2 separate regions of the Mus musculus genome follow, and region 2 is linked to region 1. The links are chromatin contacts, called in public Hi-C maps. All regions are on one chromosome and are shown on one strand. Each heading gives the region's core, a stretch centred on a gene start, on an enhancer-like site or on the middle of the called end of the contact. The rest is flanking DNA. Distances are from core to core; before and after follow the strand shown. Region 1 holds the start of Zkscan5 (zinc finger with KRAB and SCAN domains 5). Region 2 holds the start of Rfc3 (replication factor C (activator 1) 3).

Region 1 (7,222 bases), core at 3,079-5,578:
AGCTTATAATTAACAATTATAATTTATATATCAGATTTATATATCAATAAATTCTCAATTCACAAGATGCCAATACGATAATTTCAAAACCAATTGATAATGATAAAAGCTGCCCACCTAGATCAGACAAATTATCCCAATTATTCTATTCTTTATGATATCATATCTACCTGTGGCTATTTAAAACCACGCAGAATCTGCATCTTCATGTCCGTCGGTCTCCATCTTGCCCTCCCCACCCCCCAGCTCTCTTGTCCTCTCTGCCTCTCTAACTCTTAGCTCCGTCTCCCTTTTCCGTGTCTAATCACAGGCCTCCTGCTGCACTACTGTAGTCTCCCCTCCCCTAGCCTGAAACCTGCTTGCTCAGGGGTGGAGCTTCCTGCTCATTCGTTCTGCCACGCCCACTGCTGGAACCTGCAGAGCCTCACACGTGCACCTTTCTACTGGACCAGAGATTATTCGGCGGGAATCGGGTCCCCTCCCCCTTCCTTCATAACTGAGTGTCGCAACAGTAAAATTTGAGCTTTGATCAGAATAACTGTCTTGGCTACATTTCTTTCTCTCGCCACCTAGCCCCTCTTCTCTTCCAGGTTTTCAAAATGCCTTTCCAGGCTAGAACCCAGGTTGTGGTCTGCTGGCCGGACACAACACACTACTATTTAAATAGATCAGACAGGGAAAACCTTGCCCCATATACTTAGCAACATCATCTTCATTATCGCTTTTGCCATACTTCTGCTTTTGGAGGGGGTGCTGGAAATGAAATGGAACTAAGGGTAAACTCTACCACCAAGCTATGCCCTGACCCTATTATAGCGTTCTTAGTTTTGTTTTTGAGACAGGGTGTCAAGCAGCCCAGCCTCAAACTTGCAACATAGCCAGGACGACCTTGCTGATCCTCCTGCCTCCACCTCCTGTGTTGGGATCGCAGGTGTGCTCCAGCATGGTTTACAGGGCACTGGCAATGGAACTCATAGCTTGCGCTCTAGGCGAGCACACTGCCAACGGACCCATATTCCCAGGGCCCTTTTCTGGATTTAGAATGAAAGTCCAGCATATAGTCAGTCCTCTCAGGGGAGCCCCCCAGTCCACACTCCAGGCCCTCCTTGCCCATGTGACCAGAGTCCCCATCTTCTAGTCACATTGACTACTGACTGCACTGAACGGATGAGCCTCACCATTTTCTTCCAGAAGATTCTGTGACTCTCGCTCGGGCTGGGCCTCCACAGGTAGACACTGGTGACTGAAGGACTCCTGCGTGGCTCCGGGTGGTACCATCTTCTGAGGAAGTACTTCGGGACTTGTGGCAATCTAACAACCACAACTACAACCAATCAGCAAAATTACAGATGGGGATGGGAAAGAATCCATTAGAGTCCATTAGACTGCCACCTGTCCCCTGGTCCAACACTCACCTTGTGTCTACAATGAGCCAATTAAGCAGCAGTTTAAGTATGGTTTATTCCTACTGGGAAAAGACTTCCATGAGACATACCCACATGCAAATACTTCGTCTTGAACTTCATGTTACATGGGAAAAAAACCCACAGCTACAGGACAGAACGGATGCGCTCCATCTTAGCCTGAGAGGCTAAGGGAAGTGATCATTCCGTAAACACCTGAACGAGGTTAAGAAACTGCTGGAGAGTTGACTCTGAGGTTAAGAGCATTGGCTGCTCTTCCTGAGGACCAGTGTTAAGTTCCCAGCACCTACGTAGTAGCTCACAACCATATGTCACTCCAGTTCCAGGAGATCTGACACCCTCTTCTGACCGCAGTGGGCCACGGGCATACATGTGGTATATATACTTACATACATTCAGGCAAAAGTTGCATACACATAAAATAAATCAAATTTTTTAAAAGAAGAAGAAGATGCTAGAGAGATGGCTCAGTGGCTAAGAGCGCTTTTGCAGAGGATCCAAGTTCGGTTCTCAATAAACACAGTAGTTGGCTCACAACTGTCTGTAACTTCAGCTTTAGGGAACCCAATGCCTTCTTCTGGCTTCTGAGGGTATCAGCACAAGCAAACACATAGTTTAAAATAAAATAAAATAAAATAGGACTAAAGAAGTGGCTCAGCTGTTTATAGAGCATTTGTTGCTCCTGCAGAGGACCTGGGTTCAATTCCTAGCACCCACATGGGCGGCTCACAACCATCTACAACTCTAGCTCCAAGGGACATTAACGCCCTTATCGAGGCTCCACGGGCACATACATACCTGCAGGCAGAACACTTATACATACACAATAAATAATTCTTTTTTGGGGGGGGGGTCGAGACAGGGTTTCTCTGTATAGCCCTGGCTGTCCTAGAACTCACTTTGTAGACCAAGCTGGCCTCGAACTCAGAAATCCACCTGCCTCTGTCTCCCGAGTGCTGGGATTAAAGGCATGCGCCACCATGCCCAGCTACAATAAATAATTCTAAAAATCTAAAATCTTTTTTTTTAAGTTGCTGAAGTAGTGGTATAGCTATGTGTGAGAAAATAGCTGAAGCCATATTAAAGGCAGTACATCAGAACACATTCTAAATGAAGCAGTCTGTCAAAAAGCGAGTTTAAAACAGACTGAGGAAAGGTTTTCAAAAACTGCAGTGAAGAAAGGATTCTAAAAGCATGAAACCCAGAAACCAGGAAATAAAGAGTTAACCTGGGGGCTGGAGAGATGGCTCAGCAGTTAAGAGCACTGACTGCTCTTCCAGAGGTCCTGAATTCAATTCCCACCAACCACATGGTGGCTCACAACCATCTGTAATGGGATCTGATGCCCTCCTCTGGTGTGTCTGGAGACAGCTATGATGTACTCACATAAATGGAATAAAAGGGTAAAAAGAAAAGAAACACAAGTAGGGAACGTGAGCTTAATTTTCAAAGAAGAAGGGCAGGAGTAGGAAGAAACACATTATTCTTTAAAACTCATTACATGTTGGGTACAGTGGCACACGCCTTTCATCCTAGCATTTGGAGGGGCGGGGCAGACACAGGTGGATCTCTGTGAGTTCGAGTCTACATAGAGATCTCTGGTCTACATAGTGAAATCCAGAACACCCAAGGATACATAGTGGGGCTGTCTCAAAAACAACAGCAAAGCCAGAATATGAACGACTGAAGCACCACAGGGCTAAGACTGCATGGCAGCTCCTTCCTCACTGTCCCCGTTTCCTCTTGCAACGCACCTGTTGTCTGCGCTCCTCCAGCTCTCTCTGGATACTCTCTATCACAGCCACGGCTTCTTCCCCACTCTCGGGGTGATGCTCTCTCACCCAGGCCTGAAACTCTTCAGGCAGGATGGTGAGGAACTGCTCCAGCACCAGCAGCTCCAGGATCTGCTCTTTGGTGTGCAGCTCCGGCCTCAGCCACTCACAACAGAGAACCCGGAGCTGGCTGAGAGCATCGCGGGGTCCTGCTGCCTCATGGTACTGGAAGTGCTTGAAGCGCTGGTAAAAAGTCTCAAGCACTGGCCGGTTGTATCCCTGCATCCAGGAGCAGTCCTCTTCTTCTACTTTCACTATGAGAAGGTCTGCTTGCTCTTGCGAAGTCTCAGCGGGAGGCTCTAAGTGTATAACTGCCCTGGATTCTGTCATTATCATTCCAACTGAAGAGTCTCTAGACTCTAGCCCGTTACACTAACCCGATTTGTTCTCTGCTCTTCTAAAGGGCACTTTTTGTAGTGAACAACCTTACTGGAATGTCTGGAATTATTATTAGCTAAGAGAGGTGGCAACGACGTCATCTAGACTAAAGAAAAACCACTCAACAAAGTCATTCACTTTAAGATATAGAGAAGTTAGTCATCACTTCTCCCATAAAACAGCTAATAGCGACTACGTCCAGATTTTAATAACGTAAAAAAAAAAAAGGCCATTAAAAAGTGACATCAGGCCCAACTTAAAACAGTTTTAAAAATGAGAAAGTCCATATCTCATATAAATAACGGGACAAAATTATTCCAGACGGAGTCGTTTCTTCTCTCGATCATAAGCCAAACTGAAGTCAGTATAGGAATGAAACCCATTAAAATGGTCATATCTCATTCTGGCTTTCAAGCCATAAGAGCTTGATAGATAAACGAAAGACTTCATTAGTTCTATGAGAAGTACGGTTATACTAAAAAATTTGGACCTGGATTCTTTGTAATAGCTCCTGACCTGGAGACAGAGACCAGCCGGGTCAAGGTTAGGGACAGGACTCCAGTGTGGACACAATGTCCTACCAGCTCCTCTCCAGTCTTTAAGTCCCGGGGACCCAAAGATCAAACTCCCCGCAGCCCAGGCTTGGAAGATGGAGTTCTCACAAGCCAAGAGAGAGGCAAGTCCGACACTTTCCAACAGTTCATCGCCGGAAGTAACCAAGTACGAGCTTCAGCCATAAATCCCACCCCCAAGAGCGCTTCCGCAGCCTCTCTAGGAATCCCGGAGGTCCTAGCAGCACAGCGGGAAGGAGGAGCTACTCCTGAGCCCGCCCCCTTGTGGAGCTGACCAATCAGTCACCCTCAAGCAAGAGGCTACAAGAGCCTGGGGAAAATAGAGCTAATCTATTTCCCACCCCCAAAACCAGAGCATGGGCTTAGCTCAAGGGTAGGAATCTAGGGGGCCGGTCGGGGAAAACAAACAAACAAAATAGGTCCACCCTCTCTCTCCTCTGATTGGTCGAGCACAGCCTCACCCACCCACCCACCGCAGCACTCTGGAATTGAAGTAGGTCTGCACCATCCTGGCCACTTTTCTAAACACGCAAAGATTCTTTATTGCCCTAGAGTGGCTGAGGCTCTCGGGACTACATCTCCCAAGGAGCTGCGCGCGAAGTCTAGCCAATATGGCTGTGGCTCTCTGTCTCCAGGGCTTATTAATATGCTGCCGGGGAGGCAGACCTGACTGGCTCCGTGATAGAGGCTCTTACTGCCAAGCCTGATGACATGAGCTGATCCCTGGACTTGAGACATCCAAAAATTGTCCTTTGACTTCCACAGCTCTCCATGTAAGCCCCTTCCCCGCAGGCATTAGGTAATTTTTTAATGTTAAAGGGCATCAGGGTGTCTAGTCCGAAAGTTATATCAATTAATTGTTCGTATTTTTTTTCTATTGCTTCTGCACTTGACTAGCTTTTGAAAAACAAAACAAGCCGCGCGGTGGTGGCGCACGCCTTTAATCCCAGCACTTGGGAGGCAGAGGCAGGTGGATTTCTGAGTTCAAGGCCAGCCTGGTCTACAAAGTGAGTTCCAGGACAGGCAGGGCTACACAGAGAAACCCTGTCAAGAAAGGAAGGAAGGAAGGAAGGAAGGAAGGAAGGAAGGGAGGAAGGAAGGAAGGAAGGAAGGAAGGAAGGAAGGAAGGAAGGGAAAGAAAGAGACAAAACGAATGCAGCAGAGGGAAGAAAGAGAGAGAAAAAGGAAGAAAAAAAGAGAAAAACAAAACAAACAAAACGAATGCAGCAGAGGGAAAAAAGCGCCTGTTGCTGTATCGGCTGAAAAGCTGAAAGATGCGCCCAGAGCATGGCAGCCAGGCGGCTGGGGAGAAACAATAGTTTGAAGACAGAAGTTTTGCTTAAAGCCTGTTACCCTAAATTGTAAATCCCATTTTAAATTATCTACCCCTCTCTTGAGGCGTTTTCATCATTTTCCAAGTCCTTCGAATACTGGTAGTATCAGAGAACCTGTTGTCACACTTCAGGGGCCCACCAAAACAGACTACCGTGGAATTGCAACCCCTGCCATCAGTGGAAGACCTAGTTACAGAACTAAGGTCACAACACTGGGGGCGGAGGGAAGGGCATCTCTCAAATCCACGACTGAAGCAAACTGTATTTTGAGGTGTACCCGGGACTGTCTAGCGGGCCATCTCACTCTAAATCACTCCTGTGGTTCACAACCTTCAGTAATTCTAGTTCTAGGGTATCCGATGCCCTCTTTCTGGCCTCTGGCTGGCCCGGAACTCTCGTAGGCCAGGCTTCCCTAGAACTCACAGAGACCCGCCTGCCTCTACCTTCTGAGTTCTGAAATTAAAGGTGTGTGCCACTAATGCACTTCAAATTATTTGTTTGTTTTTTCAGGCAGGGTTTCTCTATGTAACCCTGGCTACCCTAGAATTTCTCTCTAGACCAGGCTGGCCTCAAACTGAGAGATTTTCCTGCCTCTGCCTCCTGAGTGATGGAGTTTTTTGTTTTTTAACGTGTACAGTGTCTTGCCTGAATTATATCTATGCATCACAAGTGTGCCTACTGGCCACAGGATGCCAGAAGAGGGCAGTCAGATCTCTTGGGATTAGAGTAAGTGTGCTTGTTCCTGTGGTGTCAGAACTAAACTCTGGTTCTCTGGGGTGTTTTTGGTTTTGGTTTAACGTGATTTATTTATTTTACCTGTCTGTTGTGGCACAAGGTTTTAAATCCAGAACTGGGGAGGCAGAGGCAGGCAGATCTCTGTGAGTTCGAGGCCAGTCTAGTTCCCAGAGCTAGTTTCCATAGCCGGGACTATACAAAAAAACCCTGTCTCAAAGAGTCAAAAACAATTTTTAAGTAATTAAAAGAAAAATATACATGTGTATATAGATAGATAGATGTAGATATAGATATAGTTTTACTTTATTTATGGCTGTTTGACCTGCACCATGTTGTGGGAGCCAGTAATTAAACCTAGATCCTCTAAAAGAGCAGCCTGTGTCTTTAACCGCTGAACCATCTCACCAATCCATCTTTTTTTTAAAATTTATTTATTTATATTTATTTTTTTCAAGACAATTTTTTTCTCTGTGTAGGACCCCCTATCTATCTAATCCATCCATCCATCCATCCATCCATCCATCCATCCATCCATCCATCCATCCATCCATCCATCCATCCATCCATCCATCCATCCATCCAATCTGTCATGACTGTCATGACGTGGCCTGCGGCCCCTTTAGTAAAATAAGAAAGGCGAACCATAGAGATGCATCTTAGTCCTCCAGGGCGCTTAGAAAGACCTTACGCAGGCGAGGCCTCTTCCCAGAGGCGGGGTTAATTACGCACTTCCGCTTCGGTTTGTTTTTCTGTCACCTGCCGAAATGAGAACTGAGAAGACCGGGTTCGCGTGTGTGCTGTGTCCGTAGTGGCCTTTTCTGGGCCTCGTTTTTGGAAGAGGGTAGCACTCCGCCTCGGTTTCAGAAAAGGTCCGTGAAGTCATTGGGCTTTGCTCTTCTAGAAAACAAGCTCGACCTGGACGGTCCAGAGGCTCCAATGGCTGCAGG
Region 2 (7,222 bases), core at 1,843-4,342, 6.4 Mb before region 1:
AGCATCTACTTATGTGTTTGCTAGGCCCCGGCCTAGTCTCACAAGAGAGAGCTATATCAGGGTCCTTTCAGCAAAATCTTGCTAGTGTATGCAATGGTGTCATCGTTTGGAGGCTAATTATGGGATGGATCTCTGGATATGGCAGTTTCTAATTTCTATTTTAAGATAAATTCACACACACACACACACACACACACACATTAATACAACAAGACATTGAATGTGGGCACCATTAAATAAAGATCAAGATGGAATATGGATTACTACTGGTCTGTATTCACACTAGCTAAAGCTTTACCTACTAATGGAGAGGTTTGGCTATGAGAGCCAGGCCATTGTTGGACTCCATTGCTAGGGGGAGGACAAATCAGGAGACCAGTTCCAGGAGGAGCTTTTTAAGCTACTATTTGAGCACTTTTACCCATCTGGAAAAGGCATTTATAAAAACTAGGAAGGGCCTTCATCCTCCCCCAGGATGCCAATAAAAACTGACTTGCTTAAGTCAGTTTTCCTGTAGTTTGCTGGGGTGTTGGTCTCTCATTTGGACCCTTTCTGGGTAAGGTCTCTCTGTTTTGGATTCACTTGAGCACAACCCTGGCATCTGGCTGAGTCATCCCATGTAGCAGGGCTCGTCTAGGTATTACATAGCTTTGTCTGAGCAGCTCAGAAAGTTTTGTGAACCATAGATGAGCAGACCGGTAAGGGTTAACCACCAGAGTCCTGACCATTGTTTTCAGGGGGTGAGGGTGTGGGGGATGATCTTTCCCTTTGATGTCCTTTATCAGCCAGTGAGTTTGAGCTGTTCTTTTCTTCATTACCATGAAGTCTCTGGAAAGCACCAGGTCATGGTATATCATAAGAATATGAATAAGGCTCACTGGTCTTCAGGCCACTTGTCAGCCAGCTAGGCCAGCAGCCCAACAGTAGATGACAGTAAATTGTAGGGGAAGCCTAATAGTCTCTAGAACGGCCAAGATTATTTAATTTCCTTTCCACAGCAGTGAGAAGCCCTCTTTCAGTCACACTATGAAGATGTACAGAATTAAAAGCATAGTAGTTGTCTGTATATACAGTGGTTGACTTTCCTTTTTCCCATCTGAGAGCCTGGGTCAGACCAATCAGTTCTCCTTTTTGGAATGAGATATCTGACTTGGGCCCAAATATTTTCAGTTAAAGTAATTGTTGCAGCTCCTTTGCATCTAGTTTCATCTTTCATGGAAGAGTACCTGCAATGCAGGTGGTCATTAGGCAAGAGGTGATCAGATTTGATAACTATGAGTTTCTCACTTTGCACTCAAGTATGGTAAGGCCTGGTACTGGCTTACACAAACATTAGACAGCCAAGATCCTGGTGTGTCTTAGGGCTGCCATTACTGTGAAAAGACACCAAGACCAAGGCAACTCTTTTAAAGGATAACTGTTAATTAGGGCTGGCTTACAGGTTCAGAGGTTCATTCCATTATCATCATGGCAGGAAGCATGGCAATGTCCAGGCAGGCATGGGGCTGGAAGAGCTGGGTGTGCTATATCTTGTTCTGAAGACAAGCAGAAGACTGGCTTCCTGGTAGGTAGGAGGAGAGTCTCAAAGCCCACCCCCACAGTGATACACATCTTCCAACAAGGCCACACCCCCTAATAGTGCTACTCCTTCCCTGGGCCAAGCATATTAAAACTGCGTGGTGCTCCTCAGAGGAGGGCCTCAGTCTTGTAATGGAGTGCTGTTAGTACAAGATTTAGACCCAGATTTAGCTTGTGAGCTAGCTTACATAATCTAGCAGTAGCTATCACAGCTTAGACAGATGGACCATTTTGTGGCTACAGGGTCCAATCCTTTGGACAGGTACATCACAGGGTGTTTCCATGGTCCCAAAATTTGGATTAAAAGCCCTTCTGTCTTGTTTTATGGACAAACAGATGAAAAAGTTTTGAGACATCTGGAAGTTTTAGGGCTGGAGTCAATGCTAGAGCTGTTTCTAAAGCTTCAAATACCTTTTGTTCAACCTCAGTCCAGATTAAGGGCTCAGTGCCCTGCTTCGTGCTGGTGTGTAGTGAGAGGCCTTGCTCTGCTTACAAACTCTGGAATCCAGAGGCAGCACTACTCCATTGCCCCTAGGAACATACCTATATAGTAGTTTCTATAGTGATTCCAAATCTCATCAAGCTGATGACCAAGATTAACCATAGCAACAAGCTTTCAGGTGTCTGAAAGAAACTTCTGAAGCTACTGCAGGGAGCAGATCAGAGCTGTGTCTCTGGCCTTGGCCCTCTGGCTATGATTTGAGGACTCTATCCTTCCTTCCCAGCCACTTCCTCAGGTCTCACAAGTTGAAGAATTCCAAGTATGGTTATAAGTTAAAAAATACAGGGCAACCAATTAAAATCTAATTTCAGATAAAAATTAATTTCATTGCAAATATTGCCTGGGACACACACCGAAATGTTATTGGGGATCTAAATGTTATTGGGGGCATCTGTGTGTTGTATTTGTGAAAACAAGTAAACCTAGGTTTTTTTTTTTTCTATGTTCTCTTCACATTCTTTCAATCTTTTAGATTAAAAGAATATACCCTAGGATCCACCATGAACTACCTGTCTTTGGACGTTGTCTGTCATGCTTCTGGGTACTTTCGCTTCTGATTTCCTTTACTTTCTATTTCCTTTACTTTCCTAGTTCAGAACATATAGTTCACAGAGGCATGTAGGCAAATGCTCATTGAATATTGGAGTTTGTTTATTATTTTAAAGAAAAGCAGTTCTACTAATAAAGATAACAGATTATGTAGCACTAATTAGAATGAAGTTGTGAATCAGTGAATAAATGAAAGAATGAAATGGAGGGAATTTCCTTCCCTAAGAACTCAGATTGGACGAACCTGAATGTCAGAGATACATCTTTAATTCCTTCGAATGTTTTCTAAAATGTTACAGGGTGAGAACAAAGAGGCAGCCACTGCCCGGTAAATCCAGCGACTGTTGGTGCAGTGGTGGAAGTGGGAACTGCAGCGACTGCTCCACTCCCGGTTGAGATTGCCCAGTCTCCCTATCCGGAAGTCGCCGGGTGCCGGAAGTGACGTCGCACGCTTTCGCGCTCGCGGGAAAACTCTACTGTCTAAGCGGCGGGTCCGCTGGTGCGACTGTGGAGCGGTCATGAGCCTCTGGGTGGACAAGTACCGGCCGAGCTCCCTTGCCCGGCTGGACTATCATAAGGAACAGGCAGCACAGCTGCGCAACCTGGTGAGCCGCCCTGCTCAGCAGCTTCCTGCACAGCCCGGGGAAGGGAAGGGAAGGGAAGGGAAGGGAAGGGAAGGGAAGGGAAGGGAGGGAGGGAGGGAGGAGGCGGGCGCCCCGGTGCTAGCGAGGGGGTCAGAGTGACGCGTTCCTCAAAGTGCGGTGTGTTTGCTGCCGGGAACCTCAATGGCTTGGTGTGGGGACCAGAAGAAGGCCAGTGTAGTGGAGAATCAGGAGCAAGCAGCGGCGGTAGGGGGCGGGGATGGGGGTGTGCCCGGGCCTCGGTGTTACTGCAAATGCCTGATGGGCTCTCCCGCTACAGAGAGCTTAGGTGGGAAGCTGATAGAGGTGACTGTGCCCCGGACCCTGTTCTTAGTTACTGCGGAATCACAGCTAAGGCTTTTCTGAAAAGGAGAGATTATTTTAACGAGTGCCGCGATCGTTCATATGAGAGCTTTTGGAAGACTCGAGGGTGAAGTGGAAGATATGTTTTAGGTTTGGTTTTGGTTTTGGTTCGTGATGCATGCACTAATTTGAAATAGAATATTATGCTTCGTTAATACACGTGCCGGTTTTCCTTGCAAAAGCTTTAATGTTCAGTTTCCCGGTGGCAAGATCAAGACCCCATGTTAATAGTACTCTTTCGTTTGATGGCACTCTGTTACTGCTGTCTTTTCCATAGCATTGATCAACCTTGATCTAGTGTGAAGTTCTTCTGTCTCTTCCAAGTGAACTTACAAGGAAATCAGCGCACCTGCTTCTGAGCAAGAGGACCATTATGGGGAGCCCGGGCCAGACAAGCATCTGTCTTAGTTACAGAGATTGGGTTCGCCTTCTGTCATCCCTTAGTTTCAAACGGGCCCTTCAGATAGCTTACTTAGGGAGTGCCTACTTTTAAGCATTTAGTGCATGTAAATTAGATTAAATTAGTGTCCAGAGTTTGGTACATTTTCTGTTGGAGCTGGATGGTAAACAGAATATCTTGGAACTTTAAAAGTGGTTTGTTTAACTTAGTTCACCCAGTTTAACTAAGATATAATGTCTTGTTCTTTTTTTCCTTAGGTGCAGTGTGGAGACTTTCCTCACCTCTTAGTATATGGACCATCAGGTGCTGGAAAAAAGACAAGAATTATGTGTATTCTACGTGAACTTTATGGTATCGGGGTGGAAAAACTGAGAATTGAGCATCAGACTATCACAGTAAGCATCTTGGGTTGAAGCTTAGCAGATGTTTCTGGAGGGGACTTTTAATCCTGGTCATGTGTATATCTCTCCCCACCACTAGCCAGTGACTAGTGTGTGACTTAGGAAGTTGTGTGTCTGTGTGCTTGTGTGGGTGAAGGTGGCATGAGTAGAGTTACTGTTAGCTGCCAGTCCTCTTTCCCATTGTATTTAAGACAGAGATTTCCTTCCACTCTGCCAAGCCCAGCTGGCAGGCGGACCTGGGAGCTTCTGGGGATTCTCCTGTCTCTGCCGCCCACCTCTCTGAGGTCCCTGGTATTACAGACAGTTGCAATTGGACCAGCGCTACAGCTTTTATACGGAGTCATCAAACTTGCATGTGTCCACACCACAAGTGTATTTCACTCAGCCATTTCCCCAGTCCCTGAAATGCCCTTCTCTCAAGTGTCCTCAGCCCAGCAGAACTGGCAGTTCCTTACACATGATAGTGTGTAGCTTGCCTTGGTTATGGTTTTTTACCTTTTACCTCAGTGGGATGAGAGAATATGCCATGTCAATTTCAAGGCCTTCATGGCATCTAATAACAGTGTCGTAATGATATTTTGTGTTCAGAGGGAAAAAATGCTTAGTGGGGATGGTCATGCTGTTAATAAAATCTTCAGGAGGGTGATGTTGAATTAACTCAGAAGAAACAATATTCTACAAGACAAAAGAACTGAATAAATAGAAATATAAAGTATGTTCTCACACGGGAGGCTTAATATTTAGAAGTCTCTGTCCCAAGTTACGGTATAAATTTCAGTCAGAATACTAATGTTGAAAAAGTGTATGATGCCACCCTAAATCCCATATGGAGGACACATTTCTGAAATGAGATAAGGTTATGAAGAAGAGAAGTGAAACGGGTGTATTAGTTCATCCCTAAATTGTTTAATATAAACTAGATTAAGGCAAGGTAGGTTTATTTGAAGGGACGACGGGAGAGAGAGACTATTGGGATGAATTAATTTTAAGAAATAGAAATAGCAAGTTTTATGGCAAATCACCAACATGAGTCTTAGCTTTGTACTACTTTCAGAGGATTTAGCGAGTCGAGTCTGTGGACGGTTGATTTGTGTTTGAGGCCCATGGTGAGGCAGAACAGTTCATACACAGGTGCAAGTGTATGAAGGAAGAGTTTCCTTACAGACATGTTAATTTCTTGTTCAGCTGATGGGTCCTTGGATAGGTGGCACAGACATGCACAGTGCCAACAAAGTGAAAATCTATAAGGATAATTAGTTGTAGAACATGCATGTTATGAGTTGATAACACTGTCATGACATCACACCAGTTGTCTTGAAAGAGATCGCAAAGACACATTATTCAGTGAGAAAAGCAAAATAGGTGTGTATGAAAATTTCTTTCTTTATACATTAATTTTGCATGAAACAATGAGTCTATGAATATATTTTTCTTTTATTTCTGTGTTAACATGGAAGACTGTAGATAGTTGGCAGTAGTGATTTGGTGATTCACGAAATAAAAAGAAGACAGCCAATAAGTAAATGTTGAACCGATTCTTGTTTCATTCACAGACCCCGTCTAAAAAAAAAATTGAAATCAGCACCATTGCAAGCAACTACCACCTTGAAGTTAATCCCAGGTAAACTGCTCCTGAATATTCTTAGGAAAGTAATTAGAGATTTAGAAAAAAAAAAATATATATATAGTCATTGTCCTCCAGCTTAGAGTTTTTCTAAAATACTGTTGTCAGAGGTCCCTTAGGTCAGTGGGTACCATGGTCCATGTCACCGAGGTGAGTGTCTATGTAAAGGAATGAGTGCAGTGGAGGGAGTGGAAGGAGGAGTCTTGAGCTCTTGTGTATGTGGATTTGGTGGCAGTCCCTGTGTAACCCTGAGAGGATTCATCAAGGAAAAGCTTAGGAATGGATCACATTATAAAAGTAAGTGTGTTTGCTCCATAGTGACTGGAAAGTGCTCACCAGCATCCAGATGTTGTGGTCCAGCTGTAGCTAGCAAAGGAAAACTGTGTTGTGCAGTTTCAAGTACTTGTTACTATCAAGGCATTATCAAGATACTTGTTAAACTTGTAGTTTTGCTGTCAAAGTAAGAACAAACTGCTGTAAGGACACAATGTTTTTAGTGGTGGTACAATTTAAATTTGCTACTGAGCCTAAAAGATCTCAAGTTTCAAGGTTCCTACTTGTAATTAGATATTACTAGTTTCAGCAAAACACAAACAGAAGAAAGCAAACTTCCTGATAGTGTTCACGTAATAACAGATTAAGAGTGAGGGTGCAATACTTGGTGAGTGTTTACATCCATGTGACCATCATTCTGGTGTCGTGTAGTGATGCGGGGAACAGCGACCGAGTTGTAATTCAGGAGATGCTGAAGACAGTGGCCCAGTCACAACAACTTGAAACCAGCTCACAAAGAGACTTCAAAGGTGAGGGGCTTTCTGTGAGGCTGGGGACCATCAGTGCTTTTACATTGGAGTACAAATGAATGCGTGCTGTGCAAGGTTGCACCCACCCTTAATCTGAGTGCCCGGGAGGCAGAGACAGGAGGATCTCTGAAAGTTCCAAGCCAGCCTGTTTTATAGAGTGAGCTCTAGGGCAGCCAGGCCTGCATGTAGAGGCCTGTCAGAAAAAAAAAAAAAGAAAAAAGACATATGAATGGAAGCCCTGGTCTCTGCTCATGGTGTTCAGTCTTCTGTCTGTGGTATCTATTTGACATTTCAGAGCAAGATAACGGGAGCACAGATCATGTAAAATAAGAAAGAACATACAGTACACATGTGAGTGAGT

The links. A called contact is a pair of places that touch in the nucleus more often than the background predicts.
Region 2: a Hi-C map of B cells shows a contact between it and region 1, with 5 read pairs. The contact joins the promoter of Rfc3 here to the promoter of Zkscan5 in region 1. A contact is called at or near these places in 2 of 39 promoter capture datasets (maxillary cranial neural crest and pre-B cells) and 1 of 484 Hi-C or Micro-C datasets (B cells).

The regions. Positions count from the first base shown.
Region 1 is chr5:145,201,665-145,208,886 of GRCm38.p6, reverse strand. Zkscan5 (zinc finger with KRAB and SCAN domains 5) reads right to left here and starts at 4,328. Exons shown (of 6, transcript NM_016683.2): 1 at 3,179-4,328; 2 at 1,179-1,311. The coding sequence starts at 3,592. It overlaps Zkscan14 (zinc finger with KRAB and SCAN domains 14), which reads left to right and starts at 7,005. Exons shown (of 3, transcript NM_023322.2): 1 at 7,005-7,222. The coding sequence starts at 7,212.
Region 2 is chr5:151,647,078-151,654,299 of GRCm38.p6, reverse strand. It overlaps Rfc3 (replication factor C (activator 1) 3), which reads left to right and starts at 3,092. Exons shown (of 9, transcript NM_027009.2): 1 at 3,092-3,234; 2 at 4,291-4,428; 3 at 5,988-6,055; 4 at 6,764-6,861. The coding sequence starts at 3,148.